Regions from separate parts of the Sus scrofa genome. Here regions 2 and 3 are each linked to region 1. Evidence: chromatin contacts called from public Hi-C and promoter capture Hi-C data. All regions are on one chromosome and are shown on one strand. The core of a region is the stretch at or near the end of the contact, and the rest is flanking DNA. Distances in the headings are between cores, read along the strand shown. Region 1 overlaps MYO5B (unconventional myosin-Vb). Region 2 holds the start of LIPG (lipase G, endothelial type). Region 3 holds the start of MYO5B (unconventional myosin-Vb).

The links. Promoter capture Hi-C pulls out the DNA fragments that hold promoters and counts their contacts. Hi-C and Micro-C count contacts between places; a contact is called where the count stands out from the background.
Region 2: a Hi-C map of liver shows a contact between it and region 1, with 10 times the contacts expected there. The contact joins the promoter of LIPG here to the enhancer-like site in region 1. A contact is called at or near these places in 5 of 47 Hi-C or Micro-C datasets (embryonic fibroblasts, liver and skeletal muscle) and 1 of 2 datasets of contacts at active chromatin or transcription factors (skeletal muscle).
Region 3: a contact with region 1 is called in a promoter capture Hi-C map of liver, with 11 times the contacts expected there. The contact joins the promoter of MYO5B here to the enhancer-like site in region 1. A contact is called at or near these places in 2 of 5 promoter capture datasets (fetal liver and liver) and 12 of 47 Hi-C or Micro-C datasets (alveolar macrophages, brain, embryonic fibroblasts and 6 more).

The regions. Positions count from the first base shown.
Region 1 is chr1:99,441,352-99,444,547 of Sscrofa11.1, forward strand. The region is part of intron 29 of MYO5B (unconventional myosin-Vb); the gene reads right to left. Among named protein-coding and RNA genes, the nearest start is that of ACAA2, 130 kb to the left of the region's middle. Within about 2 kb of position 1,535, at least 4 of the 83 cell types and tissues checked have an H3K27ac peak or open chromatin away from gene starts, as enhancers often do. A contact at or near this core is called in fetal liver and liver, where this site is marked.
Region 2 is chr1:99,080,495-99,083,690 of Sscrofa11.1, forward strand. LIPG (lipase G, endothelial type) reads left to right here and starts at 1,446. Exons shown (of 10, transcript NM_001243029.1): 1 at 1,446-1,864. The coding sequence starts at 1,768.
Region 3 is chr1:99,809,342-99,812,537 of Sscrofa11.1, forward strand. It overlaps MYO5B (unconventional myosin-Vb), which reads right to left and starts at 1,593. Exons shown (of 39, transcript XM_021093027.1): 1 at 1,521-1,593. The coding sequence starts at 1,568.

The DNA of each region.
Region 1 (3,196 bases), core at 285-2,784:
CCTCCCCTTTCTTGGATATTTACACTTATTTTATTTTTTTGTAGGGCACAACAGTGGCATGTGTAAGTTCCCAGGCTAGGGGTCAAATCGAACTGCAGCTGCCGGCCTACACCACAGGCAAGTGGGATCTGAGCCATGTCTGTGATCTACACCGTGGTTCACAGCAATGTCATATCCTTTAATTCACTGAGCGAGGCCAGGGATTGAACCCACATTCTCATGGATACTAGTTGGGTTTGTAATGCACTGAGCCACAACAGGAACCCCTTAACACTTACATTATTTAACTCAGGCCTTTTGGCCGCTGAGCTAGTGCTTTAAACCCAGTGGGCGGGTCCCTGTCCTCCAACTTTCTCATTTCCAGGCATGCAGAGATGCCAAGGTGGGAACCACCTGCCTGACACTGACACTTGCGCTGGAAGTCAGGTGGTCTCCAGGCCTTGGTCTTAAGCCTCTTCCTGCCTCACACTGGCTGGCCCCTCAGGCACTGAGGAGTGGCTGCCTGGCCCCAGCAGGGCAGGCGGGGGGGGGGGGGGGGTGGAAACGAGTGTGGAAGTTGGCATCCTTAATTCCATAACATACCAGGCGTTGTGCACAAAGTGCAGAGCAGAGAACCATGCCGCCCAGTCATTCCACAGCGCTCAGGAAGTCAGGCACATGAGTAAATTAAAAACCAGTCAACCAACTCCAGGCCCATCCTTTGTTCCCCAAGAAAGGGTCTCTCTCCAGCTCCACCCACACCACTGGGGGGGGGGGGTTGGAGAGGGAGCACCACCTGGTGGTTTCAGAAGGAAAACCCTGAACAAGCTTACAGGAATTTACTTTTTAAATCTAAATCCTTGATGTCACTTAATCTTAAAACATATTCATGGAGAACCCACAAATGTTCCACCATGCTGAGCCCTGTTCCCAAAGAGGCCATGGCCACACGCGAATAAGCAGCGGGGAGAGTCTCCAACTGCAGAAGGCAGCAAGATACAGGTTGAGGAAGCTGCTGGAGAGCCAGGCTCTCCAGAAGACAGCTCCCCTCTGCTGACAAACTCCTGGCCCAGTTAATCCTACATGCCCTGGGCCTGTTCTTCACGTGTGAAGTCAATGCGCTTGGCTGAGTTAACCTGAGAGGTTTCTTCTAGATTTGTAATTATATGACCTAAATTTGTAAACGTCATGCACAAAAAAGGCCTGGGATACTATTACTTTCCCTCTGCACAAACTGTGAAACTAGGACCTAACCACCATTGAAAGGACCTGCTGTCTGTGGACAGAAACAGACAAGGTTCCTGCCAGCTTGAGAGGGTGGTTTCCCATTTCTACAAAGACCACTCTGTGCGCACAGAGACAGACATGGTGCTGATGTCTCTCGGGACCACGAGAACTTGGAGGAACATAAGGGAATGATCACCGCTAGAAGGCAGGAGCAGCTGAGTGGGTGCTGTGAGAGGAGCCAAGCAGTCAATCCTCCCTGCTCTGCCCTGCCCAGCAGGACAGCCTGCAGCAGCTGGGGCTCAAGGCCAAAGGACTGTCAACTCCAAGAGCACCCTAAAGCGGCTGCACTAACTCCTTCCTGTTTGGATAAGGTCTCTCCTCTCCTGCGCAGGCTCTTTAGGGGCTAACAATCCCAGGTTCACCTGCCCAAGCTCAGGTGGCAACAGCACAGCTGCTCTCCGTGCCAAGGGCCCCCTGTTGTTTCCTGGTACCTGCTGGGCAGAGAAGACCTGCAAGGAGGTTTCCTGGGACCTGAGGAAAAGTCTAGAAATGCACTCTAAGTCTTGCTGTGGAGCTCCGCAGACTTGGCAAGGCTTGGGTTGAACTGACCCGTGGCCAAAGGAGCATGTTTGCAGAGCCAGGCCTGAGCCCTGGCCACACTCCTGCCCCCAGGGGCAAGGCCAGAGGCAAGGCCAGCCTGAGAGCAGCCGGGATCATCTGCCAGCCCACTTGCCCGTCTCCCCCAGGTAGGCCCTGCAGGCTTGGTTCCAGACAGCCCTGGGAAGGAGGCTTCTCCCAGCACCTTGCCTATCTGCGGCAGCCTGTCTCTGGGCATGGACTAGCCCTCTCTTTACTTTAGCGCTGCCATTTATAAAATGGTAATAATGATGTTGGTTTCCCTTGGTTCCCAAGATGTGAAAATGAGAGAGCATTTGGAAGCAGAAGGGCCCTATGTATTCCTGGGGCTCTTCTCGGAGCAGACCCTGAGCACTGGCTTCTCTCCCACAATTTGAAAACCAAAGACCCAGTGGCAAAGGTCAAAAAATAACTCTATAAACTATGCAAGTTAGCAAATGAAGAAATTCTGAACTTGGAGACCAGGACTCTTAAAGAGGCTGTGATCCAGTGCTGGTGGTGGGGGTTGTCTCCACTTCCTCCTGAAATCTAAGCAAAATTAAGTGTACAAGTGTGAGTTTTTTCCTAGGGGAGAGCATAGATTATTTTTCCAACCACACCGACTCCAAAATCATCCCTGCATAATACAGTTTGTATTTAAAGCAGAATATCCTCCATTTCAAGAAAATAGTAGGCGAGGAAAAGCAACTCTGTCTTCAAAGCACCTTTGTGGGGGGTGGTCCTGATCGCGAAGGATGCCCTTGCCAGCCGGGCTCCAGGAATCGCAGGCCCATTCCTCCTGCCCTGCCAGCCTACCCACTGTGGTCCTCCCTGCTGCTGGGATTCCCGCGATTGGAAGGGAGACAAAACACCAATGTCATTTGCAGGTGAGACAGGCTCTGGCTCCCCACCCCCACCCCGAGGCGGCTGCTCTTTCCTGTACTTAACTTGGTTTCACAGGCTATTAGTTCACTATTGTACCCTGGGCTTGCTGGGAATGGAATTATTTTAAGATATAAGAAAAGCTATTTTTATTTTATCACCATCATCATTATTGCTGCAAAGGAAGACAAATCCAGGGTATTAAGCCTCCCCTGGGAAAACCTATAGTTGGGGCTGGATTCCTGACAACCATCTGGATGAATAAAAGGCAGCTGATAACAGGGATGGTTTATGAAGATCACAAAGATATGCACACTCGCTTGTCAGGACCAAGCTCCCGGTTTCCCTCTTTCTCTTTTTGTTAAATTTCAAATATCACCTGTGCTTCTTTTTCTTATTCATCTCCTTTCTTATCGTCACCCAAGATAATTGAAAATGACTAAATCTTGACTTTGGTTTTGGCATTCAGAGATTCACCTTCATTTTCCCCTCT
Region 2 (3,196 bases), core at 196-2,695, 360 kb before region 1:
CAGGAGGGACAAAGGGTGCTTCGTTGGCAAATGGAGTAACACAGTAGTGAGGATAGGTCAGAACAGGACCTGCTCCTCCAGATGGTTTCCCCACACAGACCTTCCAGGCGGGGGCCCTGACACTAGGGGAGGAAGGGGCTCCGGGCTGCTCTGGCAGTTTTCCTCCCCAGGCAAGAACAGGACCAGTTTCCCAGCGACCGCGGGGTTACTTGCGGTCGAAGGTGCAGTCTTGCAGAACCAGGTCTAGCGAGAACCAGGCAGGAGTCCTTGGCGCTTTCAACCTCTCCCATCCCCTCGGCATTCCCCGAGGGCTGTTGAGACGCAACCGCCCCCAAGTGGTCCCAGCGGAAGACTGGCAAGCGCCCCGGGCTCAATCCAGGCTCCCCTGCGTCAGGTGCTGAATCCGGCTCGCAGCCCTCGGTCTCGGGGTCCCTCGGGCGGAGTTGGAGCCAGCACTAGGGGGCAGGAGCAGGGACGCGCGTATCATTACAGGAAGGAGAGGAGGAAAAAAAAAGAGGAGGGAGAAGACGCTGCTGCTTAATTCCACTCAATAGGTCGACACTTGGCGCTGGTTACCGGTCTGAGACCCCCACGCTTGGCTCACTATTCCTTTGAGGAATGTCCCCGGCATCCCTCTAGTCCTGCACCCCCAGGTAAGAGAGCGCTTACCACGTGGCAGGCGCAGCACTAAGCGCTGTCCCAGAGTAGGTCTTTTAATTTTTCCCCAAATTCCTAAGCGGCAGGAACTGTTACCATCCGCGTTCTGGGAAGGAAGGAATGGTCTTGGAGAAGTTGGACGGCTAGTCACTAGTTGCAGCTAGTGGCGGAGCGAGGACTGACCGAGAAGGATCTGAGCGATCCTGATGCCCAGACCACAGCCCATAGCAACTCAGCTCTGCCTAGTTATTGTCCGATCACGACGTCTGCACCTGTCGTGGGCCTCGCAGAGCAGGAAGGCAGGAGGAAAGGGAAAAAAGAAGGACCACAGGGGGACCAGGTGGCTTTCGTCCATCTGGACCCTTGGCCCTGGGCGAGGAGAGATCAGTTCCGGCGCGGGGTTGGCTTTGCGCCTGGGAGAGGATAACCTTCCTTCTCCAGGAATCGCGAGCGCGGCGGGAGCAGCGGTTTGGGGTAATGATCCCCCTTGGGCAGCAGGGTCGAGGGGAGAATCTAGGGTCCGGGAGTGGACACCAGGAAAAAGTGTGGTGGCAGGAGCCCGGCTGCTGGCGGAGTTGCCGGGGGAGAAAGCAAGGCAGCGCGTGCGGAGAGTCCACGCGGTGGGTGTGTGGCGCTTTCATTCAAACTTTGGGGAGTCTTTGGTTCGGACGTCAGCGAAGGTGTGACCAATCAGAGTCCAGGGACGGGAATAAATTATGCAAATCACCATCTGGCGATGGGTCAGATGACTCCAATACTTTAAAAAACTACCTCGCCGGGCAGCTCGCGCGGTGGCAGCTCGCGCGGTGTGACAGTGGCAAGCCCAGGCTTCCCGGGCGGGAGGCACAGGGAAGGGCAGATCTGGTTCTGGTTCAAGCCCTTTCACACTCACTCCACCACCCCGCTGCTCAGTTTAGCCAAGTTTTCATTTTTCACCTTCTCCACCTTCAGCTGTCTAAGGCCACCACTGTCTGATCCCACTTAGGGTCTTAAGGGCTCGGACTGCTGGAAACTTCGAGAGGTGGTTTTTTTCTTTTTGTTTGTTTGTTTGGTTTGTTTTTTTATCTTTTTAAAAGTCTCATTTTGGGGAAGGGGGTGCTGTGGGGAAGGATGCGAAACTCAGTTCCTCTGCTCTGCCTCTGGAGTTTCTATTGCTGTTTTGCGGCGGAAGGCCCCGCACTCCCTGGTCCAGAGGGAAGGTTGCAAGGTAACGTGCACTTATTTTTATTACCACCCCAAAAACTTCTTTCCTGCGCCAAGTCCCCTCTGTCTCGCCCACCCTTCTTCAGTCTTTCCTCCATCCTGTGCCATCCTTCTTCCTTTCCTCCTGCACTGTCCATTTGCTCTTCCTAATTGGTCTTGCAGTTCACTTGTTCCTCAGCACCTCTGACCAGGGCATCCCCAGCCGGGCATCCAAAAGGCCACAGGCTGGTGGGTGCGCTCTCCAGCGCTCACTCTCGCCCCACCCCCTTGCCGTTATGTGGTTCCCTTATCGGTGCTGTCCAGTCAGCAGAGTTGGCTGCCAGCAGCTATTTCACCTTGTCCTTCTCTTTGAACCTGGGGTTTTTCGGGGTCAGAAGGCTGTTAGAAAGAGCGCTGTCATCTGTTGCCCCTCCTTCTAAATCTCAGCATAGGTGTTTTGAAAGGTAAGGTATTAGGGTAGCTGGCTCTGGTTTGATGAATGCTTACCGGGAGCATTTGGTGAGTAATTTGTGCAGAGAAGCTGCTGGGCTTCTTCCCCAGGGTGCTAGCCTTCCCCCAACGCTCTTTCTAGCCCTTGCTCTTCCTCTTTCTACTTCTTTTCCTAGCTGCCAGCTTTTCTTCAGAGTTCTACATGACAGTCTTTTCTATTGAAGGAAGCCTACCCTGGAGGAGTGAGTGTAGGTCACTCAGCGGGAGTACCAAGTAGTTAAGCAGAGGAGAGTGGGGGAATCCCTGAACCATACCCCGTTATTTCATCGTCTACTTTTCTGCTGAGGTTGGGTCAAATGATGTTGATCCATGTCAGCTTATGTGCGTGTGTGTTTGGGGGGATTTAATTTGAATGAATGAAAAAAAACTTGCTGCACTTCACATGTTCTTAACTCTAGTGCAGGTGAACAGGGTAGCTCTCCTGCAAAATGCTAACATTCCTTCCAGCTTCTGTGTTCCGCTATTCTGAGTATTTGGGGGGGGCAATTTCATTCATTCAAAAACATATTTATTGGAGTTCCCTGGTGGCCCAATGGGTTAAGGATTGGGCGTTGTCACTGCCGTGGTGCACGTTTGATCCCTGGCCCAGGAACTTCCTCATGCTGTGGGTGCTGCCAAAAAAAAAAAAAAAAAAAAAAAAAAAAAGGAAGAAAGAAAAAAGAAAAAGTATTTATTTGTCAGGTATGCTTCTATGAGTAGGAGATACAGCAGTGAACTGAACAAGTGTAAATCTCTGCTTCCACAGAGCTTACATGTCAGGGTGGGAAGACAGCCAGTCAACTAATTAAAGTATATAAATAGTGCTCAATGTTACAGAGAAAAATAAAGCAGAGGAGAAAGGTACAGG
Region 3 (3,196 bases), core at 343-2,842, 370 kb after region 1:
TGTGCTAGTGCCGGAGGCTCCGAACTGGTGGGGTCGCTCCTAAGGTATCGGGACCTCGACCGGACTGAGCTGGGGCGAGAACAGCAACCGCACCGAGTCAGGGAGCCTGCCAGGGGTGGGAGCCGCGGGCGGTCAGCGCGGGGCGCTCCCGGAACAGCCAAACTTTCTCTGCCTCCCGAAGTTCGGGGCGCGGAGGCGGCGGCGAGGGGGCAGGCTGAGAGGCGTCCACCGCCGCCCCTACCCGCCGAGCCGCAGGAGAAGGCGCCCCCGAGGACCGCCCTCCCCTCAGCCCTCACCTGTGCCCCGGGCCCGAGGCGGCCCGCACTCACCTGGCTGTAGAGCTCACTGACCGACATGACCCCGCAGGCCGGGCCGGGCCCGGGCTCGAGCTCGGTGCCTGGCGGGCTGCCCTCGCTCGTGCCCCAATGGGGGGCGGGTCCGGCTCTTCGCGGCCCCAGCGGCTCTCAGTCCATGGCCGGCCCTCCTGGCGCCATCTTCCTGGGCTGTTCGAGAGTTTCTCGGTTCTTTCCCCTTTTCTCCAACCTGCCCCGCCGGCTTCCTGGAGGCGCCGCAGCCGGCTCGCTCTCTGCCGGCGCGACCTTTACTCCCGCGGCAGTGGCGGCGCAGCGGCGGCCGGGCAGGAGTGGCGACCGGGCGGGCGGGGGAGGAGGCCGCGCAGCGCCGCTCCCGGCTCAGGTATGGGAGGCGGCGCGGGCGAGGGGGGCGGCCGAGAAGGGAGAGGGCGGGCGCGCGTCCGAGCGGGCGGCGGACGCACTGCCGCCGCCGCCTTTGAGCCCTGCCCGGGCCGAACCCGCCGCGCCCTCTCGCGCCCCCGCCGCAGAGGGGTCCTCCTGGCCGGGGGCGGGGCCGCGCAAGGAGCCGGCGCCGACTGCCCCCTGCTGGACGCCCGGCGCGCTCCGGACAGGTGCGCTCCGGGTCCGGGCACCTGCGGTGGGCGGGGATCCGGTGCAGATCAGAAAAAAAAGAGGTGGAAGTATCCGAGAAGGGAGAAGAGGAATAAAAAGGAGAAATGCTTGCAGCTGAAAGACTCCATACATTTTCCTCTGGATTTACGGGGCTACATTCAATACCTGCATCATTAAAAATCGTTATGTCGTAGATTAGGGTGATTTGGATATACCAAAGATTGTCTCCGCCAAACTGAGCTGCCTGCGCTGAAATCCTGATCGGAAAGGTGGGAGCTGAAGTCTTCTCCACTTTGACAGTTTCACCCACAGCTTGCGGCTAGGCTCCCTACCCCCATCAGAAAATTGTTTGCTTTTCTGGGAAGTCTCACATTTTCTCCGCTCTCTCTCACACGCACTCTCAGTCCCTCTGCCGCTGCCTACCTGATTTACTTTTGTCGGTTCTGCCAGTGACATTGGCAGCGCCACTCCCTCTTCTGCTTGCAACATAAAGTAGAAATTTCAGCCAAAGAGGAAATTAATTGGCAGGAGGCAGTAAAGGGAGCGCAGGAGCTGTAGGAAGAAACATTTGGTCTTTTGAGGTGGCATTTGTACCTGAATGAGTGATGGCCCCTGAGAGTGGCTCTCAACCAAAGCATCCATCTATGTCGCTGGAACAATTGTTCTAGAGCCCCGCTCCCTGAAAGGTGATTCTTAAACTCATCCCATTTAAGACCCTCCCACTTGGAAGACAGGATCTCCATTTAATCCACCTGCAGCCCTTCTCGACTATGCTTCCTCAGTAAGAATCACCTGAGGAGCTTTAAAGCCCTTCCAAGGAAGGGGTTCCCCACCCTGAGGAACTCGGATTCATTGAAGGGTGAGACCCAAGCATCTGAAGTTTTAAGTTCCTCCATAATTCTAAAGGATTTTATTTCCAGGGTTGATAAAGGAAGTGAACAAAGCTTGGGCAACTCTTCTTGGATCTGAAAGGAAGCTCTTCATAACATTGGGAAGAACAAAAAGGAAATGATTCCATCATTTCTCTCTCCCTCAAAAATCTGTCTACATAGTTTCCTTCCCCTTATTCCTTCCCCGTATCCTGATAGTTATGAAAGTGTGACAGCCCCACCCCACCCCGCCCCACCACCCAGGACCATCAGCATCACCTGGGAACTTTTTAGAAATACAACATATGGGGCCTCATCACAGACCTTCCCATCAGAAAGGCGGGGTGTGGGGCTTGGCATCCTGTGTCCTCACCCCTGCCACAGATTCTTTCCTCTCGGGCTAGGAAGGCCCAATCCCCACCTTTGCTCCATATGTCCTTGCCTGCTCCACCACCATGCTCCATCCGTGGTCCCATCTCTCCACTAGCTCTTGACTTTTCCTCTGTTCTCCTTTTCTACTAAAGTTCTTGAAGTGGTAGTTTCTACTGCTGGCTCCACTTACCCACACCCAGTCCCTCTGTAATTCACTGTTTTTCAACATTTTCTGCATGAGAATCACTTTTACGAAAGCAAATGCTTGGCTCCCACTCCCAGAAATTCTGATTTAACTTGTCTTGGATGCTGCCTGGGCAAAGGGGTTTTTAAGAGTTCCTAAATGATTCTAATGACAGCCAAGGTGAAGAGCTGCTGCTTTAATACCCTCCAAAATGGTTTCCTCTCAGCTCCATCCTATTGAAATTGCCATCTCCCTCTGAAGCACGGGCTGGTAACTGGTTCTCCCCATGTTGTTAAACCACCTCCTCCCCTAGCCTCTGTCGTTCTTCTTCTCTTGTTTTCCCAGCCTCACTAACCACACCTTCTGCTTTCTCTTCCTGGTTCCTGAATAAAGCTGTGGCCCATTTCCCAGATCTCACATTTCTTCTCAGGCACACCCCCATTTCATCTCTTACTGCAATATTAACTCTCAAATCCAATTCTAACCTTTAGACCCACTTTTCCACCTGCCAGATAGGCAATGCTAGCAATCCTGCCAGGCCCTTGGACCAACCTGAGGTTCATGTCACCCTCCTTTCTCCCCACCCCCAACCCAGTTCCAACTTTCTGGCTTCCATCATACCTGGCACAAATCAAAAGCTGAATTCATGCTGACTGAACTGAATCACATCCCTGAGGAGAATACTATTCTTGGCCAGAGCTTTGTGGATTTCTAATCCCCAAATCAGATATGGGCTTTCCCTCCTTTGAATAATAATAAAGACATTTGAAAACTTACTTTGTGCCAGGAAACTTGCCAAGTCCTTTGCTTTTGTGATCTTGTCTCAGAGCAACGCTATAAAGGAG